2 separate regions of the Ovis aries genome follow, and region 2 is linked to region 1. A link is a contact called in public Hi-C data. All regions are on one chromosome and are shown on one strand. The core of a region is the stretch at or near the end of the contact, and the rest is flanking DNA. Distances in the headings are between cores, read along the strand shown.

The links. A called contact is a pair of places that touch in the nucleus more often than the background predicts.
Region 2: a contact with region 1 is called in a Hi-C map of liver, with 7 times the contacts expected there. The contact joins two enhancer-like sites. A contact is called at or near these places in 13 of 16 Hi-C or Micro-C datasets (blood, hypothalamus, liver and 6 more).

What each region holds. Positions count from the first base shown.
Region 1 is chr7:14,669,737-14,676,801 of ARS-UI_Ramb_v3.0, reverse strand. No RefSeq gene overlaps it. Among named protein-coding and RNA genes, the nearest start is that of SKOR1, 41 kb to the right of the region's middle. Within about 2 kb of position 3,396, at least 1 of the 54 cell types and tissues checked has an H3K27ac peak or open chromatin away from gene starts, as enhancers often do. A contact at or near this core is called in liver, where this site is marked.
Region 2 is chr7:15,012,368-15,019,587 of ARS-UI_Ramb_v3.0, reverse strand. CLN6 (CLN6 transmembrane ER protein) reads left to right here. Exons shown (of 7, transcript NM_001040289.1): 3 at 1,059-1,157; 4 at 2,461-2,649; 5 at 2,928-2,983; 6 at 4,440-4,562; 7 at 6,407-6,673. The coding sequence ends at 6,673. Among named protein-coding and RNA genes, the nearest start is that of CALML4, 3.8 kb to the right of the region's middle. Within about 2 kb of position 3,212, at least 15 of the 54 cell types and tissues checked have an H3K27ac peak or open chromatin away from gene starts, as enhancers often do. A contact at or near this core is called in liver, where this site is marked.

The DNA.
Region 1 (7,065 bases), core at 2,147-4,646:
CATATTTGTTAAGGATTGTTAGGTCTTTTTGGAAAATTGATCCTTTGATCATATAATGCCTCTCTTTATCCTTGATAACTTTCCTTGCTCTGTAGGCTTCTCCGTCTGAAATTAATATGAAAGTGAAGTGAAAGTGGTGGTCGCTCAGTCATGTCCGACTCTTTGCAACCCCATGGACTGGAGTCCACCAGGCTCCTCTGTCCATGGGATTCTCCAGGCAAGAGTACTGGAGTGGGTTGCCATGCCTTTCTCTGCTTTCTCCTAATTGATGCTATTAAGGTATAGCTTTCTCCATTCCTTTACTTTTAAACTGTTTATGCCTTTATATTTAAAGTGTGTTTCTTATAAGCAGCATCACTGGGTCATATTTTTTAACCCATTCTGACACTTTCTGTCTTTCAGTTCGTGTATTTAGATCATTGACATTTGAAATGATTGTTGATATGGTTGGATTAGTATGTGCTATATCTGCTACTGTTTTCTATATGTTACCCTAGTTTTTTGTTCCTATTTTTGTCCTCTAATTTTTGTCTGCCTTTTGTGGTTGTAATCGAACATTTTTACATGATTCCATTTTCTCTCTTTTCTTAGCATATTAGTTATGCTTCTTTTTAAACATTTTTTAGAGGTTATCTAGAGTTTGCAATATACACTTTGACTAATCTAAGTTCATTTTCAAATGTCCCTACACCACTTCATAGGTACTGCAAGTACTTCGTACTAGCCAACTATTCTTAATTTCTTCTTCCCATGCCTTGGATTATTACTGTCATTCATCTCAATTATACATAAGCTATAATCAATGAGTACATAATTGCTGTTATTATTTTGAGCAAACTGGTACATGTTAAGGAGGCTTCCCAGGTGGTGCTAGTGGTAAGAACCCACCTGCCAATGCAGGAAACGTAAGAAACGTGGGTTTGATCCCTGGGCTGGTAAGATCCTCCGGAGGAGGGCATGGCCACCCACTCCAGCATTCTTGCCTGGAAAATCCCAGGACAGAGGAGCCTGGCAGGGTACAGTCCATAGGGTCACACAGAGTTGGACACGATGGAAGGCTCTTAGCATGCATGCACATACACGTTAGCTCAGTCAAGAATAAGAAAATGAAAGCTTTTAAATTTTACCATCACTTATTCCTTCTCTAACACTCTTCCTTTCTTTATGTAGGTCTAAGTTTCTGACCTGTATCATCTCTTTACAGGCTTCCTTAGTGGCTCAGATGGTAAAGGATCTGCCTCAAGGCAGGAGACTTGGGTTTGCCAGGTGGGTAAGATCCCCCAGAGAAGGGAGTGGCTAATGACTCCAGTGTCTTGCCTGGAAAATTCCATGGACAGAGGAGCCTGGTGGGCTGCAGTCCACGGGGTCACAAAGAGTGGGATACAGCTGAGCAACTAAGACATTCACTTTCTCCCTGAAGAACTTTTAACATTTCTTACAGGACTGGTTTCCTGGCAACATGTTCCTTTAATTTTCGTTTGGCTGAGAAAGTCTTTATTTTTCCTTCACTTTGGAAGGATAATTTCTCAGGATGCAGAATTCTAAGTTGATGAGGTTTTTTTTTTCCTCTCAGGACTTGAAATATTTCACTGCACTCTCTTCTTACTTGCATAATTTCTGAGAAGTCAGATGTAATTCTGATCTTTATTCCTCTGTAGAGGTTTCTTTCAATATTTTTTATTTACCTTTGAGTTTCTGCAGTTTGAAGATAATATGCTTAGGCACGTAGGTTTGCTTGTTGTTGTTATCTTGCTTAGTGTTCTCTGAGCTTCTTGGATCTGTGTTTTGGTGTCTGATTTTAATTTGGGGAAATTTTCAGCCATTATTGCTTCAAATATTTCTTCCATTTCTTTCTCTCATTCTTTAGCATTCCTATTATGTGTATGTTACGCCTTTTGTGGGATTTCCCTGGGGATTCAGTGGTAAAGAATTTACCTGCCAATGCAGGAGATGAAGGTTTGATTCCTGGGTTAGGAGGATCCCCTGGAGAAAGAAATGGCAACTCACTCCAGTATTCTTGCCTAGGAAATCCCATAGACAGAGAAGCCTGGCAGGCTGCAGTCCGCGGGGTTGCAAAAGAGTCAGACACAATTAGCGACTAAACAACAGCAACGACACACCTCTGTAGTTGTCCCTCAGTCCCTGGACATCCTGTTCTGCTTTATTCCAGCCATGTTTCTCTTTGCTTGTCAGTTGTGTACGTCTCTATAGACATATCCTCAGGTTCAGAGATTCTTTCTGCAACCACGTCCAATCTTGGCTGTGCTGGGTCTTTGTTGGGGCACGTGGGGACCTCTCTCGTTGCAGAGCATTGTCTCTAGAGCATGTGGGCTTGCTGGTTGGAGTGTGTGGGCTCTCTCTTGTGGCATGTGGGCTTAGTTGCCCGCAGCATGTGGGATCTTAGTTCACCAGCCAGGGATCGAATCCGAATTGCAAGGCAAATTCTTAACCCCTGGACCACAAGGGAAGTCCCCAAAGGCATTCTTCATTTCTGTTCAAGTGTTTTTGATCTCTAGTACTTCTTTGGGATTCGTTTTTAGAATTTCTCTCTCTCTGCTTGTATTGCCCATCTGTTCTTGCACGTTGTTTATTTTATCCATCTAAGTGCCCTTAGTATGATAATCATAGTTATTTTAAAACCTAGTCTGATAATTCCAACAGCTCTGCCAGATCTGAGTCTGGTTCTATACTTGCTCTGTCTCTTCAAATTTTGTTTTTTTGCCTCTGAGCATGCAGTATAATTTTTTGGAAAATCACTCATGGTGTATTGGATACAAGAAACTGCAATAAATAAGCCTGTCATTATTTGGTAAAAGGGGGAGTGGGAAGGGGAGTCCTAGAGTCCTATGATAAGGACTTAGGATTTTGTTTTTGCCTTTTAACTTATGGCTGCACTGGGTCTCCACTGCTGCCCATGGGCTTTCTCCAGCTGCAGCGAGCAGGGGTGGCTGGTGGTGTGCAGCTTCTCACTGGGGTGGCTTCCCTTGTTGCAGAGCATGGACTCTACAGCATGCAGGCTTCAGCCGTTGCGGTGCATGTGCTCAAATGCTCTGGGACATGAAGGATCTTAGTTCTAGCATCAGGGTTCAAACCTGTGTGCCCTGCATTGGCAGGCAGATTCTCAACCACTGGACCGCCAGGGAAGTCCAGGTCTCACTTTCTTAGTGACCTTGTACCTCTGGATTGTGAACTTTACAAGCGCTTCTCAGTCTTTTCCCCCTGTTCAACTACACAGGACGGCTAGAGCTGGCTGGAGTTGGGGTTTTCCTTGCCTCACGTTGGTTAGACTCTGCTAAAACCCCAGCAGATTACACTCAGGTAAAAGAGCCTCTTCTGGGGTGTTAGGAAGACTGGAACCTTCTGATATATTTCAAAATGGTTACTTTTTGTCTCCCCCTGCTGGAAGCATGACAGTTGCTGTGAGAACCTGGTCAAGCTCCTAGAGGTAAAACTCACAAAAGTTTAGATGTCCCTGTAAGACTGGCCCCTCCTGGAGTTTTAAATCTCAGACTTGTCCATATGGCGCCTCCAGCAGCTCACTAGGCACAGCTGAGGCTTGCCTCTCCTACTGCTGGCTCTCAGGGAGGTTTCTGTCTATGAATTTTCGCTCTGGTAAGTTGTGAGTATCCACATGTCTGTGTCTTCACTTTTTGAAGCAATGGTTTGCCCTGTGTCCTAAATTCTCTGACAGGTCCAAAGAGAGTTCAATCTCCTTACTTGCCCAATTGGAAACTGAAGTCTCTTGCTTTTTGGTTTACATGACTTACTTGTATATTCTTACTTGTATATTCTTCAGAGTAATTCATTATCATTTTTAGGTTTTATAAATATCTGCTCCCATCATATCATCTATTGTCCATGGTATCCTCTTTTGAACAGAAATCCTTAATTTTGACATCAACAAATTAATCCATTTCTTTCCTTCTGGTTTGTGCTTTTGAGGTTTTGTATAAGGAGTTCCTCTCTCAACCCAAGTTCCAAGATACTCTTTTATACTTTCTTCAATTATTAACTTTAGAGTTTTACTTTTCGCATTGAAGTCTTTTGTCATTTACAGTGTACATTTTTATTTGGTGTCAGGCAGGAATCCCATTTCATTTTTCTCCATCAAGTAAGACGGTTAACCTGCCCCGTCTTCATTTATGTGTAATGCCTCACATCATGGTCTGATTTTGAGTTTTCTGTTCTTTCCTATGCTCTATTGGCCTGTTTTTATGCAAAATATTCTTTGTTTTTCTCTGTCTGTCTGGCTTTTTACATGACTTTGTAGCGTGCTGCCTTTTACTCTTGTAAGGCTGACTTAATCCTGTTCATCTGTATTAATTTTAGAATGAGTTGATCAAGTTCCTGGAAAACATATCTGAAATTTTTATTGGGATTTCATTGCATGTATAAATTAATTCATAAAGAACTGACTCCTATCTAGTATTGTCATTCTATTCATGAGCATAACATTTCCCTTAATTTCTTAAGGTTAATTTATATATCCTTTATTAGAGTTTTAAGGTCTTCTTCGTAGGTTTTCTTGCATATTCTTGGTTAAGTTCATTCCTAGGTATTGTACAGGCTCTTTTGCTGCCATTGTAACTAGACGTTAGTTAGTGCTGCTGAAGAGAAATGTTACAGATTTATATTTTAGGTTAATATATCTAGCGATTTTACTGAATTCTCTGAATAGTTTTTCTCTTAAGAGTCTTTATCTGTTGCTTCTCTTTACTCTTTGTTTTTCAAGGCAATTTATCCATCTTCTACCCCTTTCCCCCTTTGGTGACCGTAGGTTTGTTTTCCATGACTGTGAGTCTGTTTCTGTTTTGTAAGCAAGTTCATTTGCATTATTTGTATCATATTTTAGGTTCCACATATAAGTGATATCATATGGTGTTTGTCTTTCTCTTTCTGACTTATTTCACTTAGTATGATAATCTCCGGGTCCACCCATGTTTCTGCAAATGGCCTTACTTCATTCAGCCATTGCTGAATAGTATTCTATTAAAGAAGATGTGATATATATCATATATCTCTCATATATATGAGATATAGATATATCTCCATCCTTCTTTATCAATTCAATATGACAATAGTTTATTTAAAAATATTTATTTTTAATTGGTTGATGATTGCTTTACAATATCGGTTTGATTTCTGTCATGTACCAACATGAATTAGGTGTACATATGTCCCCTCCCTCTTGAATCTCCCGCCTCCCGCCCACCCATTCCCACCCCTCTAGGCTATTACAGTGCCCCAGTTTGAGTCCCTGAGTCTACAGCAAATTCCCCTTGGCCCTCTACTTACACATGTCAGTGGGTATGTATCCGTGCTACTCCCTCCATTCATCTCACCCTCTCCCTCTTCCCCTGCCCCCATCCATAACTCTGTTCTCTGTGTCTGCATCTCCACTGCTGCTCTGCAGACAGATTTCTCAGGATCATCCTTCTAGATTCCATATATATGCGTTTATATACAATATTTGTTTTCCTCTTTCTGATTTACTTCACTTTGTATAATAGACTCTAGGTTCATCCACCTCATTAGAACTGACTCAAATGTATTCCTTTTAATGGCTGAGTAGTACTCCATTGCGTACATGTACCACAGCTTCTTTACCCATTCATCTGTTAATGAACATCTAAGTTGCATCCATGTCTTGGCTGTTGTAAATAACGCTGCAGTGAACAGTGGTGTACAGGTGTCTTTTTCAGCTTTAGTTTCTTCAGGGTGTACAACATGATGACTGTTTTATCTCTGTTAATGCTTCTCTTGTTCTTTCTTCACAATTAGCTTTTTCTAGAACTTCCCTTATTACATACTGAAAGTTAGCAGTAGAGTTGGAGTCCTTATTCTTTTCCAGATCTTAAAAAGAATACATTTAAAGTCTCTTTATTAAGTACGACATTTAATAATGTTTGCTTTAAGTTTTTTGATATATCACCCTTACCAAGTTAAAAAAGTCTCTTGTATATCCAGTTTGCTAAGTTATTATTGGATTATAAATAGGTAATGAGCTTTATCAAATGCTTTTTCTTCACCAATTGAGATAATTGTATGATTTTTTTCCCCTCTTTATTAATGGGGTGATTTCTGGTGCTGAACCAAACTGAAATTCCTGGGATAAACCCTACTTGATCAAAATATATTTTAAAAAATATATGACTGGGTTACTTAGCTGATATTTTATATAGGATTTAAAGTTAAATCAGTTGAAACAAGCCTATTCTTTTCATTTATTGGTGTGTCTTTACTGATTTTGGAACCAAGATTACACCAGTTTCATAAAATGATCTGGGCAGCTTTTGCTCTTTCTAATTTTTTTGGAAAAAACTTTTATAAAATAGGGATTAACCATTCCTTAAAAGTTTGGCACAACTCCAGAAGTTCATAAAATTTTTACTATCCTGACTCCTCCAGCCTCATTGTCTTCTACCGCTTACCACATGCTTTGGAAGATTTGGTTTAAATTAGTGAGTGTACAACTTTTTCTTTCCCCAGGTGGCTGCATGCTATAAAGTACTCACAGCCCTTAAGAATGGTGCCACCAGGGGACAAGGGTTTGATCCCTGGTCTGGGAAGATTCCACGTGCTGTGGAGCAACTAAGCCCATGTGCCACAGCTACTGAAGCCCATGCATTGAGAGCCTGTACTCTGCAGCAAGAGAGGCCACCGCAATGAGAGGCCTGGGCACCACAGTGAAGCGCAGCTCTCACTCACTGCAACTAGAAACAGCCTGCACCAAGCAACAAAGACCCAATGTGGCAAAAAAATATCTTTTAAAGAATGGTGCCCTCACAAACTCAAGGTCATCCATTTCAACCAGACTGTCACCCTGTTTACTCTCTGGAAGCAAAAGGATAAGGCATCCCTCAGCCCCACCTCAAGTCTCCTCCTTGGCCCTCACCTCTCACATTTGAATAAATGACTTGGCCTCCTACTTTATTGAGCCAAGGGGACTCCTAGAATCTAGCTCTCCTGCCTCTCACCTTACTTACTTACAGTGACTACATATCCAAAGCCAATCACACCTCTTTCTACTCGTCTCAGAGAACGAGATGTCCCTTCTTAAATCCA
Region 2 (7,220 bases), core at 1,963-4,462, 340 kb before region 1:
CATACGAGGTGTCATCTCTGTTCATGGTTGCTTAACCTTCTGTAATAAAGAGGTGCTGTAGTGTATTCAAGTAGTCCTGTTTGGTTGAAGAGTTGGCCTATTTCTGATTCTTTGCTATCACCGGGTGTTTCGGCCAGCTGTATATCTTGCTGTAGATAAAGCTATAGAGATGCCCACACAGCAAGTAAGAAAGAGATTGAGACTCCTGTCTCCTGGGAGATTTATTTCTGCAGGTTGGTTTTATCCAGCACAACATTTTGTAATTAAAAGAAATAAACATTTAAAGTTTTGATTGAAATTTATGATCGTTACAGGTGTTCTCCATCAGGAGATTCTAGAGGTACAGTTTGGCAGAGCAGGGATTGGAAGTGTTGTGATCTTGTATAGGTGTTATCACACTAACCCCGACAAGGCTGGACTCACTGGGGTAGACCAGTAGGAAGAACATGGGAAGTCCAGACAGAGGAATGGCCCTGGCCTGTCTCAGGGAAGGTAGGAAAGGAAGCACTGAAACTGCGTTTAGAACTCACTTATTTTCTCCTTTGTTGCAGAAGGTATAGTTCTGACCTGATTGGGAAGTGGTCCATCTGCTCAGTGGACAGGGCGTTTTTCACACCTGGGTGGTCAGCATTTCTTGTCATCATTCTAAGGAGCCAGACCACTAAGGGTCCATGTAGACCATCTGGGCCACATTTCGTGTTACAGATGGGGAAACTGAGGCAGGAAGAAGGGAAGAACTTGCCCTGGGGTCACCCAGAAGGTTTTTGGCATGCTTGAGTCCCAAAGGATCTTCCAACTCCCAGGCTGGTGGGTACCAAGGGACCTTTACTTAGTATCCACAGGAAGAGGGACACAGGATCAGACTCTGGGTTTGTACCTGCTGTGTGACTGGGGACACGTCTACCTTCTCCGGGACTCAGTTTGTCTGGAAACACCTTCACCTCAGTGCTGCCAGGAGGATTCCAGGAGATCACAGAAAGAGCACAGTGTGTGCAGAGGCAGTTCTGAGGGCTGCGTGGGTCAGGCCTTGTAAACTGCATTCTCCACTTACTCCCCAGCTGGTGTTCCCTCTCGAGTGGTTTCCGCTCAACAAGCCCAGCGTGGGGGACTACTTCCACATGGCCTACAACATCATCACGCCCTTCCTCCTGCTCAAGGTACTACCCCAAGCCCCTCCTCTTCCTCCCTGCCCTCGTTCCTTTCTCTGCTCTGCCGCTCAGCCCTGGGAGTGCCCTGAATCAGGCCGTCCCCTTGCCTGACTCTGGGGGCCGAAGGCTATGACAGAGGGGATGTGTCAAGGGCCTGAGGGCCCCAGGGGAGGCAGGGCTGCCTCTGCCTGGGAGGGATGGAGCAGACTTCCCCAGGGAGGGGCATGTGATTTGGGACTCCACCTGATGTGCCTGGGGGTGAACTGGGAGAGACCTTCAGGCGGGAGTATCTGAAAAGAAGGCTGGGCTTGAGGAGCCGTGTTTGGGGAGGCTGAGGCGGAAGGAGTGGCTGGCTTGCTCAGGAAGAGGTCAGGGACCAGTTGGGCAGGCAGGTGGGGGCCGGAGGAAGGAAGGGCATCAATGGAGGGTGAACTCTCTCCTTCGGACCGAGAGCCCTGACTTTGAGGCGCCACTGGGAACAGAGAGATGTCTCCTAGAGGGCTCTCTGCTCTGCTGGCTTTGCATTTTGCCAAGTAAAGGCTTTTAAAACTACTGCTATTTACTATCCCCATCCTTGTGTTTTTAGAGACATTTCCGAACTTCCTTGGTGGCTCAGACGGTAAAGCGTCTGCCTATAATGCGGGAGACCCGGTTCAGTCCCTGGGTCAGGAAGATCTCCTGGAGAAGGAAATGGCAACCCACTCCAGTATTCTTGCCTGGAAAATCCCATGGATGGAAGAGCCTGGTAGGCTACAGTCCATGGGGTCATAAAGAGTCGGACTCAGCTGAGTGACTTCATTTTCTTTCTTTCAAAGTAAGGAAGGTGCAGTCTCTGAATTTGAAGGGGTCTTTAGTTAAACAACTTAGTTTCAGAAACACCTGCCCCACATTTTTGTTTGCATGGTTCAGTTGCTCAGAAATGGGAGCAGCCCAGCCTCAACAGTCCAGCCCAGTCACCCAGAAGTAGAATTAGGGGTGGTGGGAGGTCAGGGCCTGGCTTGCCTCTATGGAAGGCCTAGCTGTCATCTCCAGCACAGTATATGGGTGTGTTTGACCTTGAGCAATGAGCTGGCCCCGCGGAGTGTGTTCCTTCTTGCGCCAAAGAGGGTGCTCTTCCCCAGCACCTGCTGGATTCACAGGGATCGTGTAAGATGATGGAGGCTGGACTGACTCCCCTAGAGGGAACCCGCGTGAGAGAGGCTTTCCGGCTGGTGGCATCCATCCCACTCCAGGTGTGAGCGGGGCCAGCAGAGGGCGTCTCCGGTGGTGATGGTGTCAGGGGTCATGCTGTGGGGCCTCCCTCTGACCTCAGCTCATCGAGCGGTGCCCCCGCACCTTGCCACGCTCCCTGATCTACGTTAGCATCATCACCTTCATCATGGGGGCCAGCATCCACCTGGTGGGCGACTCAGTGAACCACCGCCTGATCTTCAGTGGCTACCAGAACCATCTGTCGGTCCGTGAGAACCCCATCATCAAGAATCTCAAGCCAGAGACGCTGGTGAGCCCCCACCTCCGCTGTGCGGTCTGTCCTAGAGGCGAAAGACATTGCCGACCCATCACAGGTGCCCCAGAGAGAGCAGGTCGCCCCCCCAACCCACCCTCAACCCCCAGCCAGGATGCCCCCACCCAGATCCCCTCCTCCCCATAGGGAGGGACTGGGGGCAGTTAAGGGAGGCATGGGCAGGCAGGGGGAGGGTAGCCGGGGGCTGCGCGGCCCGACACCCTTCCTGAAGCCCCACCCTCTCTGCCCCCCGCCTGGCGTCTGCTGCCCCCCAGATCGACTCCTTTGAGCTGCTCTACTACTACGATGAGTACCTGGGCCACTCCATGTGGTGAGTGATGGGGCCCATGGCCCCGGCCAGCTCTGCCGCTGGCCATAGTGACGCTGAACAAGGGGCCCTGGGGTCTCCAAGTGTCCAGCCCAAACGCTGGAATGGCGTGCTCTTCCCCAGCAGGGGGCGCTGTCGCTCCTCTGGCTCCCGCCTCGCCGCCTTCCGTGCCCACCGGCCCGCAGTGTCCGCGGCGGCCACTAGAGGGCAGCGAGCGCCTGTCCTCCCAGGGCCGGGGCTGCAGCGCTGGTAAACAACTCCCCCCACCCTGGGGATGAGGATGAGGACCCGGAGGCAGGGAGGGAGCTGAGGAGGGCCGGCTGAACCAGGCTGGGGGCGAGGTGGGAGTAGGGGTGCTTTTAGTGCCGCCTCCTCCTCCGAACTCCCCTTGGAGCTCCTTCCTCCCACCCCTTCACCCCACAGCGGAGGAAACCTCACAGATGTGGGCTCAGCCACAGGAGATGCGGGCCGAGCTGCAGGCAGTCGTCTGTTCCAGAGCCCACTTTATCCCAGGATGAGCTGGGGCCGATGGGAGGGGCTTTGCCCATGGGCTGACAGCTAGTGCCAGAGCCACCCCTGGACATGGTGGCCCCACTCCCGAGTGAGGTGGGCTCACTCGTGTCACGCGGGCCCTACATTGTCCTTCTGGGTTCTCTTTTGGGGCCTAGAAAGTCAGGGTGTCCTTGCACACACAGGCCTCTTGCCAGTTCTCCCTGGCCTGTGCCAGGAGACCCTTCCCATGGAAGGCTGGGGAAGGGAGGAGGAGAGATGAACAGGGGCCTGGAGAAATGAAAGGGCCGGACTCGGAGGGAGTGGGGGCCACTGAGGGGAAGGTGGGGAAGGAGGTGAGTGGGGGTGGGAACAGAAAGAGGGTGCTGTGCGAGCTGGCACAGGCGTGTGGGGAGCAGCGTGTGTGTGTGTGTGTGTGTGTGTGTGTGTGGAGAGGAGAGAGGGTGGTACTTGGGTGAGCTTTGAATGGAAGGGGGTGAGGCTGGGGACTGAGTGTGAGTGAAGGAGCTTCACAGAGCTCCTGGGAGGTCCCCAGCAGGTGCTGTTCCTCCCCTCACCCCTTTTTTCCCCCCAGACTGGGACCTTGGGCCTCTCCCCCCTCAACCCTGCAGGGTGCACCCTTTCCCAAGGCAGTGAGGGGCTGGGGGCTGCTGGTCTTGGGGTGAGTGTGTGGGGCAGAGAGAGTGAGAGAGACATGCACACACGGGGAGTGAGTGAGGTGGCTGGGACAGTGTGGGAGGAGGTTGGCCCCACGCCCCTGCCCATGGCTCGGATCTGCAGGCCTCATCTTCCTTCCTAGACCCCCCGCCCGGGAGAGGCTGGGAGTGCCCTCACCCAAACAAAGTGAGACCGCACAGGGTGGTACAGGCAGACAGTCCTAGGACGGTGGGGGGACGGGGGCTGGCCGGCCGGGCGGCCAAGCAGCTGAGCACCGGCTTCCCTATTGCAGGTACATCCCCTTCTTCCTTATCCTCTTCATGTACTTCAGCGGCTGCTTTACTCCCACCAAAGCTGAGAGCTCAATGCCAGGGGCAGCCCTGCTCCTGGTGGTGCCCAGCGGCCTGTACTACTGGTGAGTGGATGGCGGACCTGGAGTGGCAGGGAGGGGGCCCCCTAGTGATCCAGTCAGTGACAATATTCTTCCGACCGCAGAGCTGCTGTGTGAGCCCTGTGAGCCTCCCTGTTGGGGTCCCTGCTCCCTCCTCTTCAGTGGGGACTGGGACAGTGCCTCCTGGCCGCCACTCAGTGACCAGGAAGGCGGGCCTGAGTGTGGCCTCTCTACACTCAGAGAGTAACCTCAGGGCCCATAGAATCCACATCGAAGCATAATTTCTGTGTGTGCTTAGTTGCTGAGTCGTTCCAACTCTTTGTGCGCCCATGGACTGCAGCCCACCAGGCTCCCCTGTCCATAGGATTCTCCCAGGCAGGAATACTAGGGTGGGTTGCCATTTCCTTCTCCAGGGGATTTTCCCAACCCGGGGATCGAACCTGCGTCTCTTGTGTCTTCTGTGTTGCAGGCAGATTCTTCACCCACTGAGCCATCGGGAACGCCCGGGGAGGGCTGTAGAGCAGAAGTCTGTAGAGCCTGGCAGGGTGGGAGGGGTGGGGGCTGAATGTCCCCCTCTGTGAAATGAGGATGATAGCAGGCTGTCTCCCTTTTGGGACATGGTGAGAACCCAGAGGGAGAGAGAGGGGCTCGTAAACCATGAAGCCTCATGGAGACGACAAGGATACTTACGGGGGAATTCCATGGCTTCAGGGTTTCCCACCTGGTTTCCTCTTCCCATTCCAGAGGACCAGGCCTCAGCCAGGCTTTTCCCTCTCCTCTGTCACTTCTGCTCTGGAGACAGGCTCCCCAGGGATTGTGGGTGTCTTAGAAAGGGTGGGTGTCCTAGCCCTTCTCTGGGGGGAAGCCTCCAGCCTAATGAAAAAGGCCTCCTCTCCTGGGGCCTTCTCCCCCACCGCCAGGGGCTGCCCCTGGCCAGCAGTGAGGGTTCATGAAGGTGAATCCACATGCCCACTGAGGACAGGATTAGAAGGAATGGGTGACGACCACAGCTGGAGGGAAAGAGGTGAGAAGTGAGAAGAAGCTTAGCCCATTCTTACCCATGGTGTGTCAATGCGGTGACAGCTACAGGGGGCCATTCACCGAACAATGTGCCTTTACAAGTATAGAGTTCTCATCAGTAACCTCGAGAGCTGGGGCCATTTATGCCCCCTTTATAAGTAAGAAAACAAAGGCTCCAAGATGCCATGTAAATTCCCAAGGTGACTCAGCCACTCAGTTGCAGAGCTATGCAGTTGCTTGAGTGGGATGGGTCAGCATGGAGACAGGGGAGTGGATGAGATAACCTCTGGGAAGCCCTCCAGCAAGTGTTACTGCATTCCTGGCCATATGCCAGCTACTGCCCTGAGAGCTGGAGGGAACCCTGGGGAATGAGACTGACCCAGCCTTCAAGGAGACAGTCAGGACAACCCCATACACTGAAACTGCGTCCCAAACTCAGATGCCTTTCGGAACTAAACAGGAGATAGAAATGCATCAAGTAGGCATCAGGTGAGGCAGGAGGGAGTGGTGGGGACCGTGGCAAGCTGCGGGGCCATGCTGTCTCTGAGCAGCTGCTTTCTCCTCGTCAGTCATTGTCATGTGGGAATATAAACCTAACGTTAGCAGGGAAATCAGAACGCCACGTCGGCAGGTAATCTGTTATTTAAATATTGGCAACAAACTCGACTTTTTGAAAAACAGTAATTCTAGAAGCCAGATCGGAATGCTGTGTACTGGCCCTGGCTCGGAGCGGAGCCCCTCCCTTGACGCGCTCTTCTGACCGGCTGGGAGGGCAGCCTGGCGCTTGGTAGAGGGCAGAACGCTGGGCAGGAGGGCCCCCACCCCTCACTGCCCGCCTGCCTCCTCAGGTACCTGGTCACCGAGGGCCAGATCTTCATCCTCTTCATCTTCACCTCCTTTGCCATGCTGGCCCTCGTCCTGCACCAGAAGCGGAAGCGCCTCTTCCTCGACAGCAACGGCCTCTTCCTCTTCTACTCCTTCGCCCTCGCCCTCCTGCTCGTGGCGCTCTGGGTCGCCTGGCTGTGGAATGACCCCGTCCTCAGGAAGAAGTACCCGGGCGTCATCTATGTCCCCGAGCCCTGGGCCTTCTACACCCTCCACGTCAGCAGCCAATACTGAGTCCTGGGCACAGGCCCCTGGTGCTCTGTGGGTGGGAGATGGATGGATGAGAGTGAGTGTCGGGAGTGTGTGCGTGTGTGCACCCACTGGGGATGGACGGCCGAAGGTGTCTGAGTGTGCGGAGTGTGTGTGTGTGCACCCACTGGGGATGGACGGCCGAAAGTGTCTGAGTGTGCGGAGTGTGTGCCTGTGTGCACCCACATGTGTGTAGCCCGCAGCTGAGAGTGTGGGTGAGAGTATGCCTGGTGCCTGTGGATAGGGGGTGGGGTGGGGGTGGGGGGTGTGTGTGTGTGTGTGAGGCAGTGTGTCCAGACCAAGAGCTGGCCCCGGCCTTCCCGTGCACGCTGGAGTCGGGCCTTCTCACTCTCACTGCCCAGGGCTGTCTCTTCCTCCTGGGTGTCTCCTGGTAGCCGCAGGGGAGAGGCCTGGGTGGGGCAGAGGTTGGGAGGGAACTTAGCCTGTCCCTACCGCCCGGCTCACCCCTCAGACCACCTGACCCTGAGGCCAGGCCACAGGGGTTCCGTGAACCTGCTGTGTACTCAT